7 separate regions of the Mus musculus genome follow, and regions 1, 3, 4, 5, 6 and 7 are each linked to region 2. A link is a contact called in public HiChIP or PLAC-seq and promoter capture Hi-C data. All regions are on one chromosome and are shown on one strand. The core of a region is the stretch at or near the end of the contact, and the rest is flanking DNA. Distances in the headings are between cores, read along the strand shown.

Evidence for each region. Promoter capture Hi-C pulls out the DNA fragments that hold promoters and counts their contacts. HiChIP or PLAC-seq counts read pairs in DNA pulled down with a chosen protein or histone mark.
Region 1: a promoter capture Hi-C map of erythroid cells shows a contact between it and region 2, with 4 times the contacts expected there. The contact joins the promoter of C530005A16Rik here to the promoter of Mob3c in region 2. A contact is called at or near these places in 2 of 39 promoter capture datasets (erythroid cells and liver) and 1 of 9 other capture datasets (liver).
Region 3: a contact with region 2 is called in an H3K27ac HiChIP or PLAC-seq map of embryonic stem cells, with 5 times the contacts expected there. The contact joins the promoter of Foxe3 here to the promoter of Mob3c in region 2. A contact is called at or near these places in 2 of 39 promoter capture datasets (embryonic stem cells and stem cell-derived epiblast-like cells) and 3 of 115 datasets of contacts at active chromatin or transcription factors (bone marrow-derived macrophages and embryonic stem cells).
Region 4: a contact with region 2 is called in a promoter capture Hi-C map of liver, with 3 times the contacts expected there. The contact joins the promoter of Mast2 here to the promoter of Mob3c in region 2. A contact is called at or near these places in 2 of 39 promoter capture datasets (both in liver) and 1 of 484 Hi-C or Micro-C datasets (embryonic stem cells).
Region 5: a contact with region 2 is called in a promoter capture Hi-C map of liver, with 4 times the contacts expected there. The contact joins the promoter of Tmem69 here to the promoter of Mob3c in region 2. A contact is called at or near these places in 4 of 39 promoter capture datasets (embryonic stem cells, liver and pre-B cells), 1 of 484 Hi-C or Micro-C datasets (CD4 T cells) and 3 of 115 datasets of contacts at active chromatin or transcription factors (bone marrow-derived macrophages, memory CD8 T cells and pancreatic cancer cells).
Region 6: a promoter capture Hi-C map of the HPC-7 cell line shows a contact between it and region 2. The contact joins the enhancer-like site here to the promoter of Mob3c in region 2. A contact is called at or near these places in 7 of 39 promoter capture datasets (the C10 cell line, the HPC-7 cell line, cranial neural crest and 4 more) and 4 of 115 datasets of contacts at active chromatin or transcription factors (bone marrow-derived macrophages, differentiating embryonic stem cells, embryonic stem cells and 1 more).
Region 7: a promoter capture Hi-C map of liver shows a contact between it and region 2, with 2.8 times the contacts expected there. The contact joins the promoter of Toe1 here to the promoter of Mob3c in region 2. A contact is called at or near these places in 2 of 39 promoter capture datasets (erythroid cells and liver) and 1 of 9 other capture datasets (liver).

Annotation. Positions count from the first base shown.
Region 1 is chr4:116,595,803-116,599,128 of GRCm38.p6, forward strand. C530005A16Rik (RIKEN cDNA C530005A16 gene) reads right to left here and starts at 1,828. Exons shown (of 3, transcript NR_029450.1): 1 at 40-1,828. Ccdc17 (coiled-coil domain containing 17) reads left to right here and starts at 928. Exons shown (of 13, transcript NM_001037916.3): 1 at 928-1,155; 2 at 1,231-1,299; 3 at 1,461-1,566; 4 at 1,636-1,798; 5 at 1,878-1,961; 6 at 2,041-2,159; 7 at 2,372-2,485; 8 at 2,698-2,825; 9 at 2,929-3,023; 10 at 3,159-3,326. The coding sequence starts at 985.
Region 2 is chr4:115,826,159-115,829,699 of GRCm38.p6, forward strand. It overlaps Mob3c (MOB kinase activator 3C), which reads left to right and starts at 1,922. Exons shown (of 4, transcript NM_175308.5): 1 at 1,922-2,083.
Region 3 is chr4:114,924,174-114,927,533 of GRCm38.p6, forward strand. It overlaps Foxe3 (forkhead box E3), which reads right to left and starts at 1,894. Exons shown (of 1, transcript NM_015758.3): 1 at 270-1,894. The coding sequence starts at 1,840. The coding sequence ends at 974.
Region 4 is chr4:116,462,397-116,465,585 of GRCm38.p6, forward strand. It overlaps Mast2 (microtubule associated serine/threonine kinase 2), which reads right to left and starts at 1,827. Exons shown (of 30, transcript NM_001369061.1): 1 at 1,340-1,827. The coding sequence starts at 1,519.
Region 5 is chr4:116,554,258-116,557,457 of GRCm38.p6, forward strand. Tmem69 (transmembrane protein 69) reads right to left here and starts at 1,686. Exons shown (of 3, transcript NM_177670.4): 1 at 1,616-1,686; 2 at 511-646. The coding sequence starts at 552. It also overlaps a transcript of Gpbp1l1 not described here.
Region 6 is chr4:115,073,430-115,076,684 of GRCm38.p6, forward strand. No RefSeq gene overlaps it. Among named protein-coding and RNA genes, the nearest start is that of Pdzk1ip1, 14 kb to the right of the region's middle. Within about 2 kb of position 1,537, at least 99 of the 459 cell types and tissues checked have an H3K27ac peak or open chromatin away from gene starts, as enhancers often do. A contact at or near this core is called in the HPC-7 cell line, bone marrow-derived macrophages and differentiating embryonic stem cells, where this site is marked.
Region 7 is chr4:116,805,928-116,809,049 of GRCm38.p6, forward strand. Toe1 (target of EGR1, member 1 (nuclear)) reads right to left here and starts at 1,632. Exons shown (of 8, transcript NM_026654.2): 1 at 1,541-1,632; 2 at 690-832; 3 at 559-599; 4 at 332-428; 5 at 58-216. The coding sequence starts at 1,592. Mutyh (mutY DNA glycosylase) reads left to right here and starts at 1,807. Exons shown (of 16, transcript NM_133250.2): 1 at 1,807-1,844.

The DNA of each region.
Region 1 (3,326 bases), core at 578-3,077, 770 kb after region 2:
CTCTTCTGGTGTGTCTGAAGACAGCTACCGTGTACTTACATATAATAAATAAATCTTAAAAAAAAAAAAAAAAAGAGCAGTGCAGGGAAAATCCATCTTGGAGTTAGTTCAGTTGAGTGTAGTTTAGAGGCAGCTTCACCAAGTAGAGCACTTCAATGAGAAGCTAAGAGAAGCCGGTTTGAACCAGTTCAGAGAGGACTTTGAGACAGAACAGCTGAGTTGAGTCAGCCAGCTTTGAGGAAGAGCTAGAGTGAGTTTATTCAATAGTCTCAGAGCCTGAAAACATTTTAGGCATAGATTCGCCTAGGAGATGAGGATGAACGTTGCTTTTACAGATCTGTGTAAAGGTGACGATAACTTGACCAGCAGAAAGAGCTCGTTTAACTCACAAGTAGTATCCATCTGACAAATTGTATTCTCCCCAACGGGTCTCCCAGTTCTCATTACTGGAAAGGTTCAGATCATTCCTGTCCCAGAATGGGAATTAGAAAGACTATTCCATTGTGTGGTGTGTTAATTCTGTAAAAGATGGGTTTATGCAAAGACATACTGCTAATATGAGGTTTACCTTGTGCGGAAATGTTCCCTACAGTGGAGAATTCTAGCTTGAAATCTGTCCATTTTAGAGAACAGCTGTGGTACAGATGACAGTTGCCTATCAGAGGCTAAATAGGCAATGAAGTCAAAGCCGCAGTTAATTAAATACTTGGCCAAACTCACTGTAATTGGTGGAACAAACTGACATTTTCACACCTGGGCCCCACCCAAAGGTGGCCAGGCACATTGCCCAGGCCTGCCTAAGCCTGTACTCGCTGCCCAGGGAGCTAGGGCACCTCCCCAAACATAAACATACATTTGAAGGACCTGGCGATTTAGCAGACTTGGTCTATTCTTTGTCCCTTTTCTCTCTTTTCTGTCCAGTCCGCCTTTTCTCTTTTGTCACATCCTCTGTAGGACGCTGGTGTCTATAAGAGATTCCATTCCATGGCCGATTACTCAGGGGAATCAGGACTTTTATCCTGTGAATCCTGTGATATGGTTTTCCGCTCCTGGGCTCTGTTGGCCACACACACCAAACGATTCTGCATTGGCCGGCTGACTCCGGAGGTAACACTTAAATCACAGCCTTCAGTCGCGATCAAACGAGGCACCAAGGTAAGGGCCGCCAGTGGCCAGGGGTAGGTTTTCCATCAATCATTATTCTTACGTTTTTTGCCTCCCCGCCACCAGATCATGGCACAAGAAAAGAGCCGTGATCAGGAAGCCAGCACATCTGCTCTAAAGAGGCTGACAGAGGAGGTACACACCAATCATGACTACAAACTTCAACTTTACATGTGTAGAGATTTACATGCTGGAAATCACCCAGTACAGAAATAGCGGGTCCGAGTTATTTGCAGGTGCAGTTGCTGTCCCTACAGAAAATAGGTCCCCGAGCGACTGAGGGTCTCACTTCCCAGACTGCAGGGAGCCCTGGGGAGAGGCTGCGAGTCTTGCAGGGAACCCGCGCCAGACGCATGGCAGAAACAGAAGCACAGAGCCGGGCGCTGGAGCGTCGCGGCGAAGGTGAGAGGTAAGGACTCGGCCCTGTCGCTGTGCTCGGACTCACCCTGACTCTGCCCATTTGTCCCTCAGAATTAAAACGGCGCCTCCACAGCGTGGCGGGACCCAAGGGAGGATTACCCCGCCCATTCGACTTGGAGCGCGAGCTCAGAGAACTCAAGGAAGAGGCCAACCGGACCCGGGGAGCACTGCAAACGCTAGGTGCGCATTTCCAGGCGCTCCAGCTTCAGCCTCGGTGAGTTGCCGGCCCAGCTTTGGTAGGAGTGCGGGCGGGGCCTTGGGCTCGGGTCAGTGACATCATCTGCTTGCGCCAGAAAACTGCAGGACACCCATAGGGCAGTGGAATTCTGTTACCTGCCCCTGCGGTTCAACCCGGAAACGCTGGCTGCAGAGATCCGGTGAGGACCCCGGCCCTGGGTGGACAGGATCGGGAGTCTGTTCAGTCTGGGAGATCGCTTTCTGCTGCCTTCTTGCTAGGATCCTACGTGAAGCCTACGTGCACGGTGGAGGCCGGGACCCAGAAGTTCTGGACAAAATATTGCAGCTGCAAGTGGAAGCGTCAGCCCTGGAATTGCAGCGGTCGCAAAACCGCAAGGGTGAACGAAAGGGTCTATCATAGAGGGTTTCTACACTGATGGTCCTAGAGTTGGAAGGAGAAAAGGGCTTGAGGGAGAGCACCACTAGAATGGGAGGCACGTAAGCCCAAGGAAGGAAAACCCATTGCCAGATGACAAATCCAGGCTTGTGCAGAAACCCTTAAAGTTGGATTACTACATAATGCTTGACAGATCACTTTAATTCATCTCAGAAAAACTAAGTGCCGCCTCTGAGGAGGTTCTAACGGTGGAAGCCGAAAACAGGCTCCTGGAGGCAGAAATCCTGGCATTGCAGAAGCAGAAAGTCCTGAGTCTGTCGCCCTGGGGTCAGTGAAAAATACAGCCTCTCCCTAGACAATCCCAGGGAACCCAACTCTGAAGGGGTGAAGGGACCAAGTCGGGAGGATGAAGTCCATGTCTGTAACGTGTTTCTGTCAATACAGCTATCTTTGTATCTTTGGTTTATGAGCCTGTACTCCCTCTGACTTACTCAGTTTGCTGCTTCCTCCAGCTCAAGCCACTTTGTTGTTGTTTCTAGGATCCAGGGATCTCCCCGGACACCTGAGTAGGTGTGATAACTCCCTCCTCCCTCCACTGGTTGCACCCCCAATACCACAACTTACAAGTTCCACAAAAGCCCAGAACTTCCATGGCACTTCAAAGACTGTGAGAAAGACAGCATTCGGGGTTGATGGCTGGCTTGACATGCAGTTTGGGGATCATGGGCAGATTGCAGTTCTGTAGGACTGAACTCTTTTGTCCACAATAGATACTTAATGGAACCATGACAAGAAAAATGGGTCTGGATCTCCACTTCCTCCTACCTGCATCAGATGTTCTAGGTCCAGCACCCTATGATCCTGGGTGAGGCCTGCTCCCTCCTTCACAGCATTTTTGAATGCTGACATTTATGGAGACCCACCAACCGCCATCCAGGCTTAAAGTACTGGCCGGGTGGAGGAATTAGGGGCTCTGTGTACATAGATTTGTATTCTTCAGGGCTGGCCTTGTCATTTTCTATGACTTCCTGCGGGGCCTTGACACTTCTTGGATATGGGTACAGCTAATGACCAGCTTGGCCCGGAATGGACAAGATACAGGAGGGACCACAGCATTACCTCCAGCCCTTTGCTTGCCACAACCTTCAGCTCCTGGACCTATGGGCAA
Region 2 (3,541 bases), core at 672-3,171:
CACATGGTGGCTCACAACCATCTATAAAGGGATCTGATGCCCTCTTCTGGCTTGCATGTATGTGTACATGCAACAGAGCACTCATACATAAATAAATTTAAAAGAAAGGAAGAGAGAAAGAGAGGAAGATAGAGAGAAGCCCCTAGTCAAAGATGAGTCCTCAGTTCTAACCTAAAATTCTTTTTTAAAGAGGATTTATTTACTTTATGTATATGAGTACACCATTGCTCTTTCCAAACACACCAGAAAAGGGTGTCAGATGGTTTTGAGCCACCATGTGGTTGCTGGGAATTGAACTCAGGACCTCTGGAAGAGCAGTCAGTGCTCTTAACGGCTGAGCCATCTATCCAACCCCTAACCTAAAATTCTTAAGGATCTAAGTGTGTTCTCATGTGGTTGAGAAAGCAGACCCAGAGCCAGGGAATCCAATGGAGCAGTTGTGTCTCAGTATAAAGCCTCAGGCTCCAATGTCTCCGCAGTCACTCCTTCTCGCTTTCATGTCCTCCGGGATGTCTTCGGCAGCCCAGCTGCCTGCCTTGGCCTTCTGTGGTACTTACTTTTTATGCTGTAACAAAATACTAAGGAAAAGCTTTTTGTTTTGGCTCACAGTTTGAGAGTGCAGTCCACCATGGTAGGGAAAGTATGTCAAGACAGGCTCTAAGCTGTGACAGCAAGAGTCTGGAACAGTGGTGAAGAAATGGAGGTGGATGGACACCTGTGCTCTATTGGCTCCCCCACCCTCACCCACCTTTCTGTTAGTTTAGTTCAGGATGGCAGGAGACACATTCAAGGAGAGCCAGTCCTCCTCAGTTAAACAACCCCTTGGGAATACACACTCCCAGAGAGGCGACTCCTTGGTAGTTCCGAAGCTAGTGAAGCTAACAATGAAGGTTAACCATAGCACTCACCTAGTAGAACTCTGTCTTCAACCTCCTCACCCTAGGCAGATCCTGCAGACAGGTTCCTGGGGCCAAGCCATGGTATGCATTGAGCACTGATGTGGGATAGCAGCCTGTTTCCAGGGGAGGAATCTAGGTAGAAGAGTGGGTAGTGTAGATCAAGTATGCAAAGGTTTGGAGCCAGATGGAACAGGCTGGGAGAGAAGCCATTCTAAAGAACAACAGAGACAAAGGAAGATAGGAAATGGGTAACTTTGGATGGTGTGAGAGTCTACAGAACCAGAACCAGGTGCAAGGAAGGCGAGGTCTTCTTTGAACATTCTTTGGGAATGTTTCTGTCTGGACTGACCCAGTCCACGGCTCCCATACGTGTGCTATTCATTTAAGTGTTTGGTTGTTTTGGTTTGGTTTGGTTTGGTTTTGGTTTTGGTGTTTTGTTTTGTTTTGTTTTGTTTTGTTTTGTTTTGTTTTGTTTTTAAGAGAGAGAGAGACCATCTTACCACCTAGCCCTGGCTAGCCTGGCTGGCTAGCAGCCTGGAACTCAAAGATTTGCCTGCCTCTACCTCGCTAGTGTTGAAATTAAAGACATGCGCCATCCACCAGCAGCAGCCTCCAGTGGTGGGTTTTGAGTTGCTCTGTATGGCAGTGGACTGAAGCTGAACACATTGGCTGCTAGGAACTTTTATTGAATTCAAAGACAAGTGAAGCTCAGATAACTGCAGGAGGGCTAGGAAACCATTCAAACCACAGCGGTTTTTCTTTCTGCTTCAGGCGGAAGCTAAACTTGTTCCCATTCTACAGCCTATGAATCTGAGGCTATCTCCTTAGGGAAGATCCAGGCGGTCCTTTGGGGCGGCTCCTCAGTTAGTCCTTTGCCCTCGGGGAGACAGCGAGCCCGATCGGACTTCCCACTTCCCGGAAAGGCTAAAGAGAAGAGTAAGTATCCTGGGACGGGGGAGTCCCTTTCCCCGCCCCTCCCCGCCCCGTGGCCGCGGCGTGGCTGAGCCTGGGGCGGAGCTGGCGTCTCCTCGAGCACTGGCGGCGGGACGGCGGCCGCGGCCCAGATCAGACTGGTGGGTAGACGCTGAGACCCGCACGGCGGGATCACAGGCCGGAGGACGACCGGCGCGTTGCGGTGTGGCCGCAGGGACAGAGACCCGGAGCTGTCCACTCAGGCGGAGCGGGTGAGTGAGCGCCGCGTCTCCGCGCCCCCCAGGGCCCAGTCTTGCTTCCACTTTTAGTTCTTCTTGGTCCTCGCGTGGCACCTTCTGGAAGCGACTCCGGCCCAAAAGCAGGCTGGCCACAGTCCTCAGCCCAGGGTCCGAGGCTCTCAGTGTCCGAAGTCCGGGGTGGGGGTGGCGGTAGCTGGCGGTGGTGGGGGGCGTGTCTTCAGGAGCGGAAATGTCAGGCTGGCTCCTCTGGGTCCTAGGACCTGTTTGGCCCTAACAGCTGAAGCTAAGGGGAGGTTCTTAGGAGCTCGCGGGAGGTAGGGGCGGGTCTGGCTGGACAGCGCTGCGTCTGTCGCTCCCTCTTTCTCTGAGAATCTCAAACTTAGATCTTGTCCCGCAGGGCGTGCTAGGCTAGATTCTGAGTTCAAACTGGGACCATCTTCTGGCTGATTCTAAGCCAGACTAAGGAAGGAGCAGGTGTGTCCCTGGCAGGGGACGAGGTAAGACAAACAGGCAGTGTCAGTCAGCCTGTGCTCTTCATCTAGGAAGATTAAATGCTTGGTCACGGAGTAAGCAAACCACTGACCACCTACCTAGTAATTAAAGTGGGGGGTCCACAGGGAAGAGGAAGAGAGGCTCCGTGTGAGGCTGGGAGAGGATAGTGCTAACAGACGGGATGCCCTCTTAGCTTACCTTCCGTACTCACCTCCAAGTTTACTCTTTCTAGGAAAAGTCCTGGGGCCTAAAGTTCTATACTAAGGAGGTGGGGCCTCTCTACTCCCTTCCTTCACAATTATCTATATCAGGCCAGTGGCCAGACAGCAGGAAAGGGACACTTTGTACCTTGTCATAGGCTGAGTCCCTTTTTATACCAGTCCCCTACTTCTAACTTGCTGTGCAAATTCAGGCTCCTCAAATCCTCCTCCTAGGCCTCAGTTTCGCCATCTGTTCATGTGGGACGTACCACTTGACCTCTCAGCTATCCCAACGTGTGTGTGTATGTGTGTGTGTGTGTGTGTGTGTGTGTGTGTGTGTGTGGTGCTGTGGGTATATGAAGATGGGCATGCAGAGATGGAGGCCCAGAGCTGATATCAGTTCTTTCCCCCTCACTTTTCATTTATTGAGAGGCAAGATTTACTTTCAAAACTTAATTACATTTATTTATGTGTGTCCACACACTTGCTCATGCATGCACGTATGAGCTCGGGAACACACACATTTATGTGCGCATTACAGTGCACATGTGGAGGTCAGAGACAGTTTGTGGGAGTGCTCTCCTTCCACCATGTTGGTCCCAAGAATCAAACTCAGGCAAGTTTACCCACTGAGACATCTCCCCAGCCAACTCTAAGACTCTAGAGTCTAAGCTAAAGCCTAGCCACCAACTTAAGTCCTGACGGAGAGGGGTAGGAACAAGCAGTCAGAGAAGCCACACACAAGGTTGGGATCTGGAGGAAGCTGCCAAAGAAGGGA
Region 3 (3,360 bases), core at 644-3,143, 900 kb before region 2:
GAAAATGGTCTCAAGGGCCAGGCAACCTGCTTTCTAAATGCACTCAGCCACCCATACCCCATTTCATCTCTACCATCTATGAGATGCAGGTGGAAGATTTTGACCAGGCCTACTGTGTGGAATCACTCCTTGGTGCTACTTCAGGAGAATCTGCCTAATGACTTAGAAGGAGAGTCATCCCACATGGAATCCCAATGAGGCAAATGTCACCCACCATCTTTCCCAGCAACTCCCAAGTTCCCAGCCAACACAACAAACCCAGAAAAATGTTTCTTTGTTTTTGTTTTAATTAAACCAGCTTTGATTGAAAAATAACCATAAACAGATAAGTTCTGTGCTTTCCATGGGGTGGAGCAGCCACAGACTCCCATTAATTCCCCATTCAGTCAGGAGATCCTGGTGCCGAGTAACCTAGAAAATCTGAAGAACTGTTCAGAGCAGAGCCCTCAGGTGAGTCTTTGTCGGAGACAGGCTCGGTAAGAAAACAAGCACAGACTGTAAACCTAGGGCAGGGAACAAATTTGCCAAACTTATCGGTAAATGGAGGAAGATGGGGTAGAAGTAATGAACCCAGGAGTCTGACCTCTGATGTGTTGGCAAAACATCAGAGATGGAGGAGGTGCCTTGGAACGAAAAGTTTCCACAGACTGGAACTCACAGGGACATTTGGGGCTGGGGCTGGAGTTCCAAAGCACCGGATTTGGCAGTGCAAGGGTGCTTATGTGGGGAGCACAAGTAAAGGGAGGAAAGACCTCAAATTGGAGAGGGCGCTTCAGTCTGGTGGTGAGACAGCCAGGGTCTCCCCAGGGATGGAGGAGGGCAGGGAAGGCTTAGCCCCAAGCAAGGCTCGGGGACCCAGCGAATTGCGCCACGCTGCGGGCGGGCGGGTACGGGTACCACGGACAAGCTCGCACTGCTCCAGCGCAGGCCGGGGCAGAAGGCTCCACCAGGCGCTCCCGCAGCGGAAAGCGACTCACAGGTAGCGCTCCAGCCCCGGCGCGAAGCCCGGCTGTCTCAGGTAGGCTTCCCCGGCTCCGAGCGGCCCGAGCGCGCCGGCCGATCCCGCCAAGGCCAGGAGAGGCTGGGCGGGCAGCGGCGCGGGTAACCCCAGGCGCTCGGACGCTGGCGAGTAGAGCGGCGGCGAGGCTGCGGCGGCACAGGGCGGGAAGGCGGCGTCGGGCGCGGCGCAGCAAGGCGGCTCGGGCGCCACGGGTCCCGGCGGCTCAGGCTGCAAGCCCAACAGGCTGTCCAGGCGGAAGAGGCGCGCGGGCGGAGCGGACGCGGGTGCTGGCGGGGGCGGGAAGGGCGCATAGGGGAAGGGCGGCGGCGGCGGCGGCGGTGCGGGCAGCTCAGCGCGCTTGAAGCGCTTGCGGCGCCGCAGGAAGCTACCGTTGTCGAACATGTCAGCGGCCGCGGGATCGAGCGTCCAGTAGTTGCCCTTGCCCGGATTGCCCGGCTCGCGCGGCACCTTGACGAAACAGTCGTTGAGGGTGAGGTTGTGGCGGATGCTGTTCTGCCACTTGCGCGGGCTGTCGCGGTAGAAGGCGAAGCGCTCGGTGATGAAGCGGTAGATGGCTGCCAGCGTTAGACGGCGGCCGGGAGCGTGCGCCAGGGCCATGGCAATGAGCGCGATGTATGAGTAGGGCGGCTTCCCACGCTGTAGTGGCCGCCGCCGTCGCTTCCCCGGGCCAGGCACGGCCGTGGGCTCGGCGTCCCCACCGCCCACCACTTCCTCCGGTTCGCGCCCCGGTTCGGCTCCCGCCAGCGTCGGCAGCTGCGGCCCGGACGGCGTGAGCGAGGGCAAGGCCGGGAAGCCCGAGAAAGCGACTTGCGCATCCATGTGCGGGGGGTGGGGGTGGGGGTCCTAGGGATGCGGAGTCCCTGCTCGCGCCCCGGAGAGCGGGGGTCGCAGGTTCGCCTTATATGGACACACACACTCCCACCTCCCGAGGAGAGGGCCCTGACCTGCCCTCTAATTTGCTTTCCCAGCCCCCTTCCCGGGCTGGCAGCCCACCTCTGTTTCTCCCCCTCCCTTGGTCTAGTCCCTCTGGGTCAATTTTTTTCAGACCCTCCCTCATCCCTGAGTCAGTCTCTGGGCCCCATCCCCATCCCGTGGTATTTGGTAGTACTGCTCCCATTACCCCCGCCCCTTTGGGTCAACCCCAATTACAAACACACCCATTCAGCACACTCTACTGCCCTCTCCCCATTTTGTGCCTTGTAGAGGTCAGATCCCCCTTAGCCTTCCCCATGCTTCTAGTTCCCGCTCCAGCAGTCTTTGCTAGCCTCAGGCATCCTATGTAGCTGGTCAGGGAGGCATCAGGCTCCTTTGGACAGCAGAGAACCAGAGTGAAGATGATGGAAGACAGCAAGACAGCGCAGAACCAGGCTGCCTTTGTTGCAGGGGAAAATGTTTAGAAGCCCTAACTCCTTTCCCTGCTGCACCCCCTTCATCCTTATCCATCCCTGACTCCAGGGAAACTTGTTTCAAACATACATAACTCCACCTCTCCCCCCCAAAAGGCGCATACCCCCCCCCACATGCTTCCACTGAAGGCAGGGCTGAGCGAACTGCTTTCTGATGTAGCATTATCAGTGGGTAGAGAGAGGGGAGAGTTTTTGTTAAAATGCCCCACCAGCACACAGAGAGAGCCAAAGGCGGAGAAGCCTTGTTCTTAAAGCAGGCAGACTGACAAGATCAAGGGAAGTAGAGGCAGAGCAAGGAGCACAGAGACAAGAGAAGGTCTTACTGTGACAAGTCCCAGAGGCACTTACTGCCAAGGTCTTGTGAGTACAGCCAGCCCTTGAGAAAATTTGGGCACCCATCAGACTCCATCTCTGATGAAGCATATCTTATCCCTTACCTCGAGAGGAGAGGGCTCGGACCTGCCCTCTAATTTGCTAGTCTAGTGCAGATGCCCAAAGCTAGATTCAGGTGGCCTGTAGCCAAGGATGCAAAATCCAAATTCAAGCATGGGGCTCAAAGACTCCCCTCCTGTACACAGCTGATAACAAATCACAGCTACCACTGTTTAGCATTTTGTATTTGGTAAATACTTATAGTATTTCACTGGCATTTAAGCTCCACTGGGCGGTAGTACTATCCCCGTTTCTTGGCTGAGGGAACAGGTGCTCTGAGAGGTAAAGTAGTATACCTCGACTCCCACAAGGTACACTAATAGTGGCAGAGCAGAAATGAAACCCTGTGGTCAGAGCACTACCCATCACTGCTCTTCTAATGCCTTTCCTTACAATGGAAGCTTTAGTCCAGCATAGTGGCATGCATGTGTGGTCCCTGCACTGGAGAGACTGAGGCCACTTATAGGCTAGGCTAGGCTAGGTTAGGCTAGGCTAGGCTAT
Region 4 (3,189 bases), core at 577-3,076, 640 kb after region 2:
CAATTCCCCACCACCCATGTGAGAGCTCCAACTGTATATAGCTCATTACCAGGTAATCTGACACGCTCACACAGAGATACTTGAAGGAAAAACACCAGTGCACATAAAAACTAAAAGTAAATCATAAAAAAACTTAAAAAGAAAATAAGGGCGGGGCGGAATCAAACAGCCTTAAGCACTTTACTGAAGCATGCATTAAGGTCAACCGCACCAGGTAAACTAAGTCAGTAGAGGAAATATATTTCAAAAGTTTTGAACGGGTACTAGAGGGGGATTACACAGTCAGCAGTCTAGAAGCCATGACAAAGACCAAAAGAATCAAGTGGGGAGACAAAAAGCGGAAAATTTTAAAACCATAGGCTAACAGAGTGTAATTCAAAGCAATGATGCATAGGAACATTTACTTTATATGAGGAGCAAGATAGGAGACCTGGAACTTCAAAGCCTCAAAGATGGGGTCTCAACTGGGGTCTGAAGCAAAGCTGTACAAAAGCAATGCTGTCAGGGGAGTTCATTACTACAGAACATTCTTTCTAAAAATCCAACGAGATTACGTATCTTACAAAGTCCCTGTCAATATCGTTTCACTGAACTTCCTTCAGCTGTGAGTAGCAAGTTTATCCTAATATTGGCGACCTTTATTCCCTACTCATAAATACACCTACTATTGTCTACTAAATTACACATCCTGTACATTCGAGAATCCCATGAGTACTTTTACATTTTATCTCTTTTCCCATTAAGGGTAAACTAGAAAGCAGAGCCTTCATCTACAGATTCTCTGTCCACAGCACCGGCCTTGAGACTGGACACATTCAGGCACTTTTTATAGTGGTTTTAAAGTGGTAGATAGTTACTGAGGAGAACGTTAACGATTCTGAATACTTGCTTATAAAAGTATAATGGCCACCAAATGAGAATGCTTGCAAATGCCCCGTTTTTATAACTGTGGGGATAAACTCTAAGACCAGTCAACACTATCAAACTGGCATTTCTCCCTTAAAACTATTCACGCCTCTAGATAACTCCATTTAGTAAACCTACTCTTTGCTGCTCATTCACCCTGCCCACATTCCAGCACCCATTCTCTCCATCCAGAGCCCCAGGCTACCCCCCAAGACCATTTTATTCATTCCTCAGACCCGCCCTACCCCACGTCCAACTGCAACCCCAGGCCCCCACCTTCATTTCTCCACTCCCCTTTCCTCAGCCTCGTCAGACCTCCCACTCCTCCTAACCGACTCAGTAGTCCCCACCCTCACCACCGCAGCCCGATCCTCCCGCGAGGACCCCTCCCCCACGGCGCCCACCCTCGCTGGCGGACCCCAGCCCACCTTACCTGCTCCCTGCTGTCGTGCCCCAAAGGCCCGCTCCGCTCCTCCAGTAGCTGCCTCCCGGGCGGCGCTCGCCGGCGCGGGGGCAAAGACTGCGGCTGGGGCAACTCGGCCGTCCGCGGAGCCGCATCCTCCCGGCGGGCGGGTGGCGGCTGCGGCCGCTCGCGGCAGCGGCTCCGCTTCATCTCCGCGTCTGGGCCCCGCGGGCGTTAGCACCGCGACTGCGCCGGCCTGGCTCGGCCCCGGGCCGCAGCGCTGCCGCGGCAAACCCGGTCCGCGGCCAACATGGCCCGGCGGGCACTTGAAGCCACCCGCACCCGGCCCGCGGTTTCCCCGCGCTTCCTGTGGGCTGAGGCGCCGAGACCTTCCCGGCGCGCCTCACGGAGGCAGCATAGCCGCCGCCGCCGCGCCCTCCGCCGCCCGGCACACGCTCGGCCGGCCACCCGCCGCCGCCGCGGGCTCCGCCGCCAGCCGCCGGCCCGCCAGCCCGCCCGGCCCGCCCCTCGCGCGCGTGCACGGCAAGCCCGCCTGCCGCCCACAGAGCGCGGCCAGCCGTGCACGCGCTGGCGAACGGTCGCGAAGACCCGCCCGCGGCCGCGCCGCGCGCTCTGAAGCGGAAGGGGGCGGGGCTCCCGGCGCGCCCGCGTCGGCTGCAGGACGCCCTTTGATTCTTCCATTCATCCCTTTGGTACACACTGCCTGCCGGACTGAACGCTGTCCAGACTGGGAAAAGACTTCCAACGGGAGGGGGGACACCAACACTCTATTTACCAGCAGATGCTCACCTAGTTCTCCCCTACGCTTCAGAGACTAGTTAGCTCATCCTCATGTTAGAAATAAGGAGACTGAGATGTAGGGAAACGAGCCCAGTCACAGACATATCAATATGTCCCAATAAACCCTCCCATTAGTTGAGGGTTCCCATTCTTGTCGCTCTGTCTTGTTTACACTGCCTTTGACAGTTCCACACAGTGTGACAGTGTGTAAAGTCCTGTAAAAGAAGTGATGTATTCCTTAGGGGTGCGAGACTAAAAAGGCTTTGGAAGATCTGGGCTTCCCACTGACAATGAAGTCATCCTGTAGACACGGTCCAGCCTGCTGCGGCCTGGGCAGCCTGACCTGCCCCTTCCAATGACTCATCTGCTTTAACAACACGTGGCAGACAGCTCAGCCATGCCTGGCCTCCTTCTGGCTTCAGCTAGTCTGCCACAACGCTGTTTTTCCTCTTTTGACCTAACCAGAGTTCATTCCCAGAAGCTTTTCCTGCCTGTTTCATTCATGTATCTTTAGCCTCCTCCCTGAACCCTTTCTGAGCAGTAATAATGACTAATACGATGGAGCCTACTGATTTCAGACACTGCATTCAATTCACATACACATAATGAGGTCATTGCAGTGTTCATTGTACAGTGGAGGGAACGGGGTGAGTTATAGTGCAAAGAGAACTCAAACGAAGGCCTGTGAGGTACCAGAACACACACACATAAGCAGTGTGTGGGACAACCCATGAAGCTATCTTCTACGTTCCCTGTCCCAGGTCCTCCCCATGCATCCAGTTGACTCGGTAGAAACAGAAAGCCATCCTTGGTTCCTTCCTTCTTCTCATCTCTCATATCTAATAATGAACAAGGCCTGTTGGTCTGTAAACTCGATATCTTTCCAATCTGCCTTCTCCTTTCATCCCATTTGTACTAACTTACCCAGCTCCGCCTTCCCTCACCTGTTTAAGTGGGAAATTCTCCCAACTAGTTCCCCTGCATCAAGTCTTATTCTCTTAGGATCCATCTTCCCAAAGACTCTCATAAAAATCTCTGTAATACTGTCTTTGCTTAGACTAGTAAAATAAAGCTCAAGA
Region 5 (3,200 bases), core at 436-2,935, 730 kb after region 2:
TTCTTATTTTCATGTGTGTGGGTACCCTCAGTGGAAGCTTCAAGTCCTTTAATGATGAATTAGCAGTGGTTGTGAGCCACCCAACATGGGTGCTGGGGTCAAACTAGAGCCCTGGTCCTCTCTATTTTTTTATTTTATTTATTTATTTATTGGTTTTTCGAGACAGGGTTTCTCTGTAGCTTATTTATTGGTTTTTCGAGACAGGGTTTCTCTGTGTAGCTCTGGCTCTCCTGGAACTCACTTTGTAGACCAGGCTGGCCTCGAACTCAGAAATCCGCCTGCCTCCCGAATGCTGGGGTTAAAGGCATGTGCCACCATGCCCGGCTTCTCTCTATTCTTGATATTCCCTATTCTCTTTCCCTGATGTATAGTACTCCATAGCAGTTATTATTTGACATAGTAAATATTTTACTTATTTATAATTTGCCCATTGTTTTCCTTCCTCACTTGAATACATATTTCTATATCTGCCATAGCCAAACAGTTATTGACAAATAGTGCTCAACTAACCTTTGAAGATGCTCCAGAAACTTTCTGGATGAAGTGTAGCATTCTGGTTTCTGCTCAGGGTTTTGTCCAGGGAAAATGCAATTCCGATTCATATATTTTTATAGTTGAGGGGGATGGCTGAATTTGAAGCAACGCCCTATACATAAAACAAGATATCGCTTAATTGTATACATTTTATACATTTATAAGAAGTCGTTGCTGGGCAGTGGTAGTGCACGCCTTTAATCCCAGCACTTAGCATTGGGAGGCAGAGGCAGGCGGATCTCTGAGTTCAAGGCCAGCCTGGTCTACAGAGTGAGTTCCAGGACAGCCAGGGTTATACAGAGAAACCCTGTCTCAAAAAAAACCCAAAACAACAACAACAACAACAAAAAGTCAAGAAAATCTCTTCGATGAAACATAATTTATTTTGATTTATTTATGTATTTATTTGCCAAAGTGTCACATATTAAGGAAATACGTTTTGTGCTGTTTTTGTTTTCTGAAGAATAATTTTAGTTTTGGCTGTTTGGTTTAATAAAAAGAGCAATGTGAAACTGAACATTTGGATTTAGCAAACATCTCTACCACTTCTTAGGCACCAGTGCCTCATCTTTAAAACTGACAGTTATACCTTTTGTTCCCAATAATCATATATTCTCTTTAGTTATTGTGTACTCGGGGCTGTGGAATTTTTACACTATAAATGAGAGCAGCCACAAATATCGCTTTGTTGTGAATCAAGCAATGTAATTAAATGTTTTCCATATATTCTCCACCTTTTGGAATTCAGTAACCAGTGGAGCACGTGTTTTCTAATTTTGGAGGATTATAATCAGGCTGAAGCCCTGAGACAGAAGCTGATGTGGAGATTAAAAAACTAAAAGCCGTGGCCAACTCGCTCATTCCACGAAAAAAAAAAATGACCAAATGTTTTCATTTCGCCAACGCAACTACCACAAACTGGAAGCTCCTAGCTGACATTTTAGCGACACGAGCGGAATTTAGACACAAAAGGTCCTTAAGACGCGTGGGGTAACTATACATCTATATACCAATACCAATCCTTAGTGACCCCACCACCACCTCCTTCCCAAAGTGTACCCTTGACAACCCTGAAACGTACTTGCCACCATCACACGGCGCAAAAGTTGAACAAATTCAACCAGAAACACCGAAACAACACTTCCGGCAACTGGAATCACACAGCCCCCCCACTTCCTGAGTGCAGGAAAATGGGTCCGGATGGGAATTAACGGTAGCAAGTTCCGACTCTTCTCTTTCCGTTTTTGAATGCTTCCCTCCCTCAGTTATTTTACATTATTTTTAATGTGGATGTTCATGCATGTGCCCACTCAGGCGAGAGGCTTGGATTCCCCACAGTATAGGTGCTGGGAGCTGATCTGAGGTTCTCTGTAAGAGCAGTAAGTGCCTTTAACCACAGAGCTGAGGGCTAGTCTAAAATATTCTAATTGAAGTCAGCTTTCAGATACCTTACAAGTCTCTGTTATGGGATCTCTAACCAGTTTAACACACACACACACATATTCAGGAAGTAGAGTACAATTTCTGAAATAACCCCCAGTAACAGTAGTGGAAGAAGCTAGGAGGAGACTTGGAGTTGGCTGATTTGGCCTACGGAATTATTTTATTTTTTTAAAGGCAGGATTGCCTGGAACGCTTAACTTGCAAAACAACGTTGTTGAGTCGACTGGACACATCTTCCTCCGCATTTGAGTCCTTTATTACTACCACTGGGCGAGAAAGAGGTGTTGATTTTGTTTTTACCTTATTCTCTATTACCTAGAAATTACATTGAGGAATACAGAAGACTGGGGCCCAACATTCAGAATTCTATGAATCAAAGTGTGGCGTTAGGGGCATTGAGCTTGAAGGTCATCCAGGAAGTAACATTGTTGAATTTATCCTCTGTGTGATTTATTCTAAGTCTCCTCTCCCACCCCCAACCTGCCATCTGTCGACCAAAAGGAACAGCTACCAAGTACTTCGAGCGTTCTTGGCTCCTTGTGTAAAAAGCTGAAGACAAAAAGGAGAGTTCATTTACGTAGGGACTCCTTTTTGACTACTTCCTCCATTCTAAGCAGTAAAACTAACTTCCTGAAACATTCGTTTTTAGTGAGACGCTGTCCGCCAGTTTTATTACCTTCTCTGGCAAGGTTGTACGGTCCCTTCCTGTCGTGCAATAGCCAAGAGAGTGCTTATAGACTCTTTTGGGGGTTTATTAGCAAAGACTGGGCTGGAGCAGATTTCAACCCTCCATTCTGGCGGCTCCGTGACGCCTGCAATGCCCATGAACTACAACTCCCGGCAGGTAGTGCGCCCACACCGCCGCGCATGCTCTAGTCCGGAGGGGCGGGAGTATGTGTGTGTCTATGGCTTGCCTAGGACTGTAGTTTCCACGGCGCGCGCCTGTGAATGGAGGGGCAAAGGTGTACAGGGCTCGGAAAACACACTCTTCCGCTACTTGTTTGACAATTCTAGTAGTTGGCGAAGCATCTGGTTCACAATCGAGGTGTGAGAAGGTGAAGAAAGAATGGGTGGGGGAAGAACTGGTACAAATATATCCTCCCATATTCACGTGCTCCCAGGCCGGAGGACCCGGCTGGGAGCTTTAAAGGGGCGTGCTGAATTCGGCTGGTCCTCGCCCCAAGAGCGGCACAAGGAGAGGCGAAGGCTTTGCGGAAGGGAGA
Region 6 (3,255 bases), core at 287-2,786, 750 kb before region 2:
TTCTCAAGCCTTGTATCTCAGAGTGGTGTGTAGGCAGGCCCATTCTCCCTGTCCCAAGAAAATGTTGTCTCTGAAGCCCAGAATCCCTGACTCCACAAGGGAAGAAAAGTGCCCTGAGGCCTGGCCTGAGGTGTTTTGCTGATCTGTTCCCCTTTATTTCTTACCACTCCATTTGTGTGTGTGTGTGTGTGTGTGTGTGTGTTTGCTTATTTGTTTTTCTGAAACAGGGTCTCATGTGGCCTCAAACCCACTAAGTTGCTGAGGCTGACTTTGAACTTCCGATCTTCCTGCCTCTGTCTCCAGAGTGCTGGGATTACAGGTGTGCACTAGAATACCAGGTTTATTCAGTGACAGGAGCTAAATCCAGAGCTTTGTGCATATTAGGCAAGCACTCTACAACCAGACTGCATCCCCACCCCACGCCTCACTCTTTTGTGCCTACCGTACTAGCTTTCTTCCTTTTTGTTTTAGACTGTTTTATTGGTTTTTGACTCCCAGATGTTGAATTTTGGTTTATTTTTCACATAACAGCCCATCTTCCTCTTTGCCCACTCTCATTTGGTTGAATTGTCCCTGAAGTCCAGGAAGTTTTCCTGACTCCATGGGACTGGGTGCCTCCTTTGCATCCCCATGGGACCCCAGGTATGCTGGCCCTTCCTGCCCTAACATTTGCTTATTTAGTTGCTTCTTCACTGAAACACAAACCCCTCAGAGCTGAAACCAAGTCTGATTAAGCCCTCTGCACCAGCACCTTAGGGTACAGACACTCGGTTCTTTCCCCACTGGCCATGAACAGCCCTTCTCCTCCCACTGGCTCTCTATTTTCTCTCTGGGCCTGGCGTCTGACCTGGCATCTGGCAAGGACCTGAAAGGCTGGTATAGAGTGGTGAAGACCAGGCATGGAGGCTATGGATCCAGTCAGCTGTCTGGCCTCCTCACGCCGGTCCCTACCTGCTTCCTTTTTAATAAAATAAGTGTGTGTTCCTCAGAAGCTGTCACTGTGTCATTAGCTTCCTCGCACCCCCTACCCGGACACACCCCCCTGCCCATGTAAACCTGTTACCTATTCACAGAGCTTAATTGTCATGAATCTAAGTAAAGGGTTACCCAGGGGAGGTGACACAAAGCCCTGAGTTGGAAGGGGCTTGAGCAAGGTGAAGTAGGTGTGAATTCAGGGCGACACCCAAGGTTAGAGATCCAGACCACATAGGAAGGTCAGGAAATAGAAGAGGAGGCCAGTAGACAGCTAGAGTTCATAGAGAAAATGGCTTTACTTTCCTTATGGGCAAGAGGGCTACACAAATTTAGGCCCAGGACAGGTGGTGGTAGTGAAGAGCTTGCTGGCTGGAGGACTGGCTCTGTGGATGACCATGGGGACAGTGAGGAAGGACAGTTGGTGTGGAACAGTTGGTGAAGGGAGTAACTGGGGCCTGGGTGGAAGTGAGAAGAAAAGAGCAGCCAGGCTCTGGAGGAGCTTGGCCTGGTCAGAATCACTTGGGGCTTAAGGGCTTAAGTATTGCTACTGGGTGTGCTGGCTTGTGACTTTGAGTGAGTCACTATCATTCTGAGGTTTGGTTTCTTTATCTGTTAAACAGAGATGTTAACAGTCATCTTCCAGGACTGTCATGGGACTTCAGCATAATATATGCAAAGTATCTGTGTTTCATTAAAAAATGATTCTATAGAAAGAGCTACGGAAATATCTATAAGAAAGCATTCTTTTTCCAAGAAACAGGACCAGGAGGGATGGGACTGTCCTAACAGAAGAGACGAGGGAAGGACATGAGTGTGAGGGAATATTAATCCCTCACTCAACAGCAGGACTTTTGTGTGCCTGTCTTATGTCAGGAAAGGAGGGGTAGCCAGTCTTGACCACCCATTTTGACTTCAGAGGCTGGAGAGCAGAGTGGAAGCTGGGAATAGGAAGGAATCCTAGAGGCAAGTGCTATGGGAGGAGCTTAGTGGTGTGGTGTGGGCAGCCTAGCTCTGACAGTAAAGTCCCTGAGCAAGTTGTGCTGAACTGAACTGTCCTGAGGGGCAAGGTTGGGAGGTATCTGGGAGATTTCACATTCTGTCTTGAGCATTACCTAGTTTTCAGTGGTGGAGCGGGCTGGTCCAGGAATGCTGGCTTCCTCCTGGGCCCCATACTCTTGCCAAGGCTACCTGGGGTGAGGCAATGCTCCCCCACCTCACTTTGCCTTCCAGCTCCTACTTAAGCTCTCCCCACTGGTTTGCTCTGAGGCCTGCCCCTCCCCAGCTCCTGGGCTTTCTCTCCACACAATAACAGGATGTGATCTTCGAAGAGAGGAAGTGGGGGAGGACTGCTGTGCCGATAGCAGGGAAGGAGGGGGGCTTCTGACTCTCCCCTCTCCAGCCCTCCTTTGCTCTGTAGGCCAGCCCCTGCAGCTCCTTGATCCCCCTAAGCCCTACCTCAAGCTTCTATCTGAGACAAGTAGGGATGAAGGGTCTTTAGGCCCATGTAGGACTGCTTGCCTATGGAGAGACATGCCTTGGCCACACCGTCTTCAGGATCTACCTTCTGGAGAGACTTGCTGGCCTAGCTTTAGATGCTGGGTTGTTTTCTGCCCGGAGCTGCTGGAGTCTAAGGGTGGGCAGGTGGGTCATTCTGTAGGGCTCCATCTGTCCAGTGCACTCCCAAGTCCACACGAGCATGATTCAGTGCAGGGAGTGCGTGATAGCATCAATCTAAAGGTCTATGTCAAATGCTGGTTTGGCTTGCACAGTGTGTGTCAGGCTGCAAAAATGGACAGTGAAATCCAGAAAGACAAGGAGCATGAGGAAGGAGCAAGGCTAGGCTGGAACCCAGCACTAGGTCATTGGGTTACCGCCTCTTCGAGCCAGGGATGTTCTTAGAACTTCCAAAGTTGATGGGAAAGTTTTAGATCTTCCCTGTCCAGTATGACAGCCATTAAACACATATAGTGTTTGAAGGATGACTAACACACCAGTGAGCTTGTCACTTTGTTTAATTTGAATGAACTTAAATGCAAAGGATCATGTGTAGCCATTGGCTATTGATTAGTAAAACTTCAGATCTTCACCCATTGGATTACTGGCCACTTGCTAGTTCTCTTGCAGAACCAGGCCATGCTGGGGATACAGATCAGTTGGTCGTTGAAGCCATGCATTAAGGATTGCCCTAGACACCAACCAGAAGACTGTATCTCACTTAGTGGTCGTGGAAAAGAATGCTAGCTCCGGGGTGGGGGTGGGGGGGATTAGTGGGAGTTTATC
Region 7 (3,122 bases), core at 382-2,881, 980 kb after region 2:
GCAAGAAATAAACCACACGGGACTCGAACTCAAGGCCAGAGGAAGCTGGAGAGCTACCTTGTCATTGCCCTTATGGTAGGGGATACCCTGGGCGTACTGCCGGTTGAAGTTGAAGCCATGCTGTACCAGGAACTGCACAGACTTCGGTTCTATAACGTACTCCTCTATGCATAGCAGGGTGAGATTGAACACTTGAGCCAAGTAAGAATTTTCACCCTGAAAAACATGAGGATCTACTTTACCAAAAACTGGGAGGAAAAATTTCCACCATTAAGATCTCAACTCTCAGGCCCCATGCCTCCCTCAGACCTGGGATGAAGGTAATTCCTACCTTATCTGGTTGCTGCCTGAAGCAGGCGAGGCCCAGGGACAGGACAGAACGGGTCCTGGCAGCATGACACACGGCCTTGTAACGTTCCTCAATGCACCTTAGAGTTGGGTTTGGGCATGAGTTAGTTTCACAAAGAACCCAAACTACCAGGGCTGGCAGTCCCTAGCTTCTGGGTTGAGACCTACATATTTGTTAGAGCTGGGATCACAGGCAAGGCTTATACTTACTGGTTCAGCAAACTCTTCCTATCCCCGAGCCCACTCAGCTCCTATGGGTGGGTAAAGGAAGTGTGGTTATTTTCCACACCCATCACCAAACACTTCACAGCCACCTGCCCTCCCTTCCTCCCACTCCTCACCGTGTCCACAGCCACAAAGCTAGCTGTCTTTAAGGCTAGCAAGAGTGATGGCCATATCTCCTTGAAGTTGTCACTCTGCACGTCTACCACAGGAACCCGAACCACAAACTCCTCTGCAGGTTGTGTGTTTTTGTTGACACCACCTGGGGATAAGGGCGTTGATGGATTTAGATGGTTTCACAAGGTCCCTGTGGAGCAAACACCAAGCTAGATGTGGGCAAAGGGGTGCCCACTGACAAGCTTTCACTTAAAGATTTTACATCTACCAGCTCTAAACACAAGCTCTGAAATGGGCAGTGCCCTAAATTTGGAAAAAGGGCATCTGTGTCTTTTAGTGCCTTTATGTGGGACTGGGAAATCATTTCTTTTTTGCATCATGATCAGGAGAAAAGTGGACTAGATAACCTTTGAGGATTCTTTATCCTCCAGCCTGTAATCCCAGGACTAGGGAGCATTAGGCTGAAGGACCACGAGTTCAAGGCTAGCCTACAGAGCATGCTCCTATCTCAAACACAAACCGATCCCATAAAGCCACATATACATGATGCCTCAACAGCTACCGGAGTGCTCCAAAGTTAAACCCAAGCTCCACTTACTGTGGACGACTACGCACTCTGGTATTACCGACTGACAACCACCGGCTCCGTCCAAAACACACCACCCATCCCACCTCACTGCTCCACTCTACAACAGTTCGGGTTTTGCAGTTGCACGCGCTGCACACTGGGAGTTGTAGTCTAAGATAGCTGAGGCAAGAAGAACTACAGGCCTGTCTCCGAGCTACCGGGCCGAGGCTTTTCCCTCCCCAGGACCCCTTAGGCTTCTGTGGCCATCCCTGGGGAGCCGCTCACCGTCAGAGGGCGTTGGAACTGGAGGCACATCATCGTCACTGTCCGCGGCCATGACGCCCCTCGCCAGCCTTCTGGAGGTACGCAGAGACTTCCGCTTCGTCTCCAGAAGCGACACGGATCTAGGATGGGGCGGGGTCTCGGCGTCTGGGTCCCGTAGGGTCAACTTCCGTTCCGAGTGGTCGGGCGGGGTGCGGAGCGTGGGCCTTGCGCGCGCTGAGTGTCTATTGGCTGGACGGTCCTACTGACCGAAGCCACGCCCCCTTCGGGGTTTCTTGGGAGCGGCCGGTCGGAGACTGCGCAGGAGGTAATCTGTGCTTTCATTTGTGGTGGCGGGAACGTGGAATCTTAAAATTACAGCCGATCGTTTCACTTACACAAACTCAGGGTTGGCATGGGCAGCGCAGGCTTCTCGGCGCTGGGTTGGGGAAAGAATGCCTCCTGCGCTGAGCTAAAGCAAGCCTAGGAGTTCGGGAGAGAGGGGTGCACGGCCGAGTAAAGGGGTCCTGAGCATGGACACAAGTCCAGAAAGATAAGGAAGTGAGAGGGAAGCGTTCTACAGGACACAGGTAGATAAGTGGTAAAATGACCAGGAACGTTTTAAAGATAATTCACCCAAGTATTAATGTGCACTTGAGTTAAGGTTTTGGTAGGTCTTAATTTGACCTGTAGGTGGTAACAATGTCGGAATTCAGTCCCATCCTAGGAAGTGTTCTCTAGCTCCACCGACCTAGATTTCTCCTTATCTTAAAAGATAAAAGGCTTCAAACTTATCTTTAAAAATTCAGGCTGGGTGGGATGGTGCCTGACAATAATCTCATCCTTCAGGAGGCAGAGGCAGGCGGATCTCTGAGTTCAAGGCCAGCCTGGTGTACTGAGTGAGCTCCAGGGCTGCACAGAGAAACTCTCGTCTCTATAAAACAAAACAAAAAGCAATCTCCACACCTGGAGTGCTGGGTTATAGGTGTGCACAACCACTCTAGTTTGACTTTTTTTTTTTTTTTTTTTTTTGGTTTTTCGAGACAGGGTTTCTCTGTATAGTCCTGGCTGTCCTGGAACTCACTTTGTAGACCAGGCTGGCCTCAAACTCAGAAATCCACCTGCCTCTGCCTCCTGAGTGCTGGGATTAAAGGCGTGCGCCACCACGCCCGGCTAGTTTGACTTTTTAAAAAAGATTTGTAGTGGGCGATGGTGGCGCACGCCTTTAGCCCCAGCACTTTGGGAGGCAGAGGCAGGCGGATTAGGTGGGTTTCTGAGTTCGAGGCCAGCCTGGTCTACAAAGTGAGTTCCAGGACAGCCAGAACTACACAGAGAAACCCGTCTCCAAAAAACAAAAACAAAAAAGGTTTGTTACTATTTTTAATTCCGTGTATGATTTCTGCGTGGGTCCGTGTGTGTGAGTGCAGTCGGATCCCACCCTCCAACACAGATCTCACAGCCCTCTAATCCCCCTGGCCGTAGCCTAGGGCTGATATCACAGCTGGTTTATGAGCAGTCCAATATGGATGCTATGATCAAAACTCATGAGCCCCCACTGTGCAGCCACGTGGGATCCGGGATTGAACCCAGGACTTCATGTTCCCTA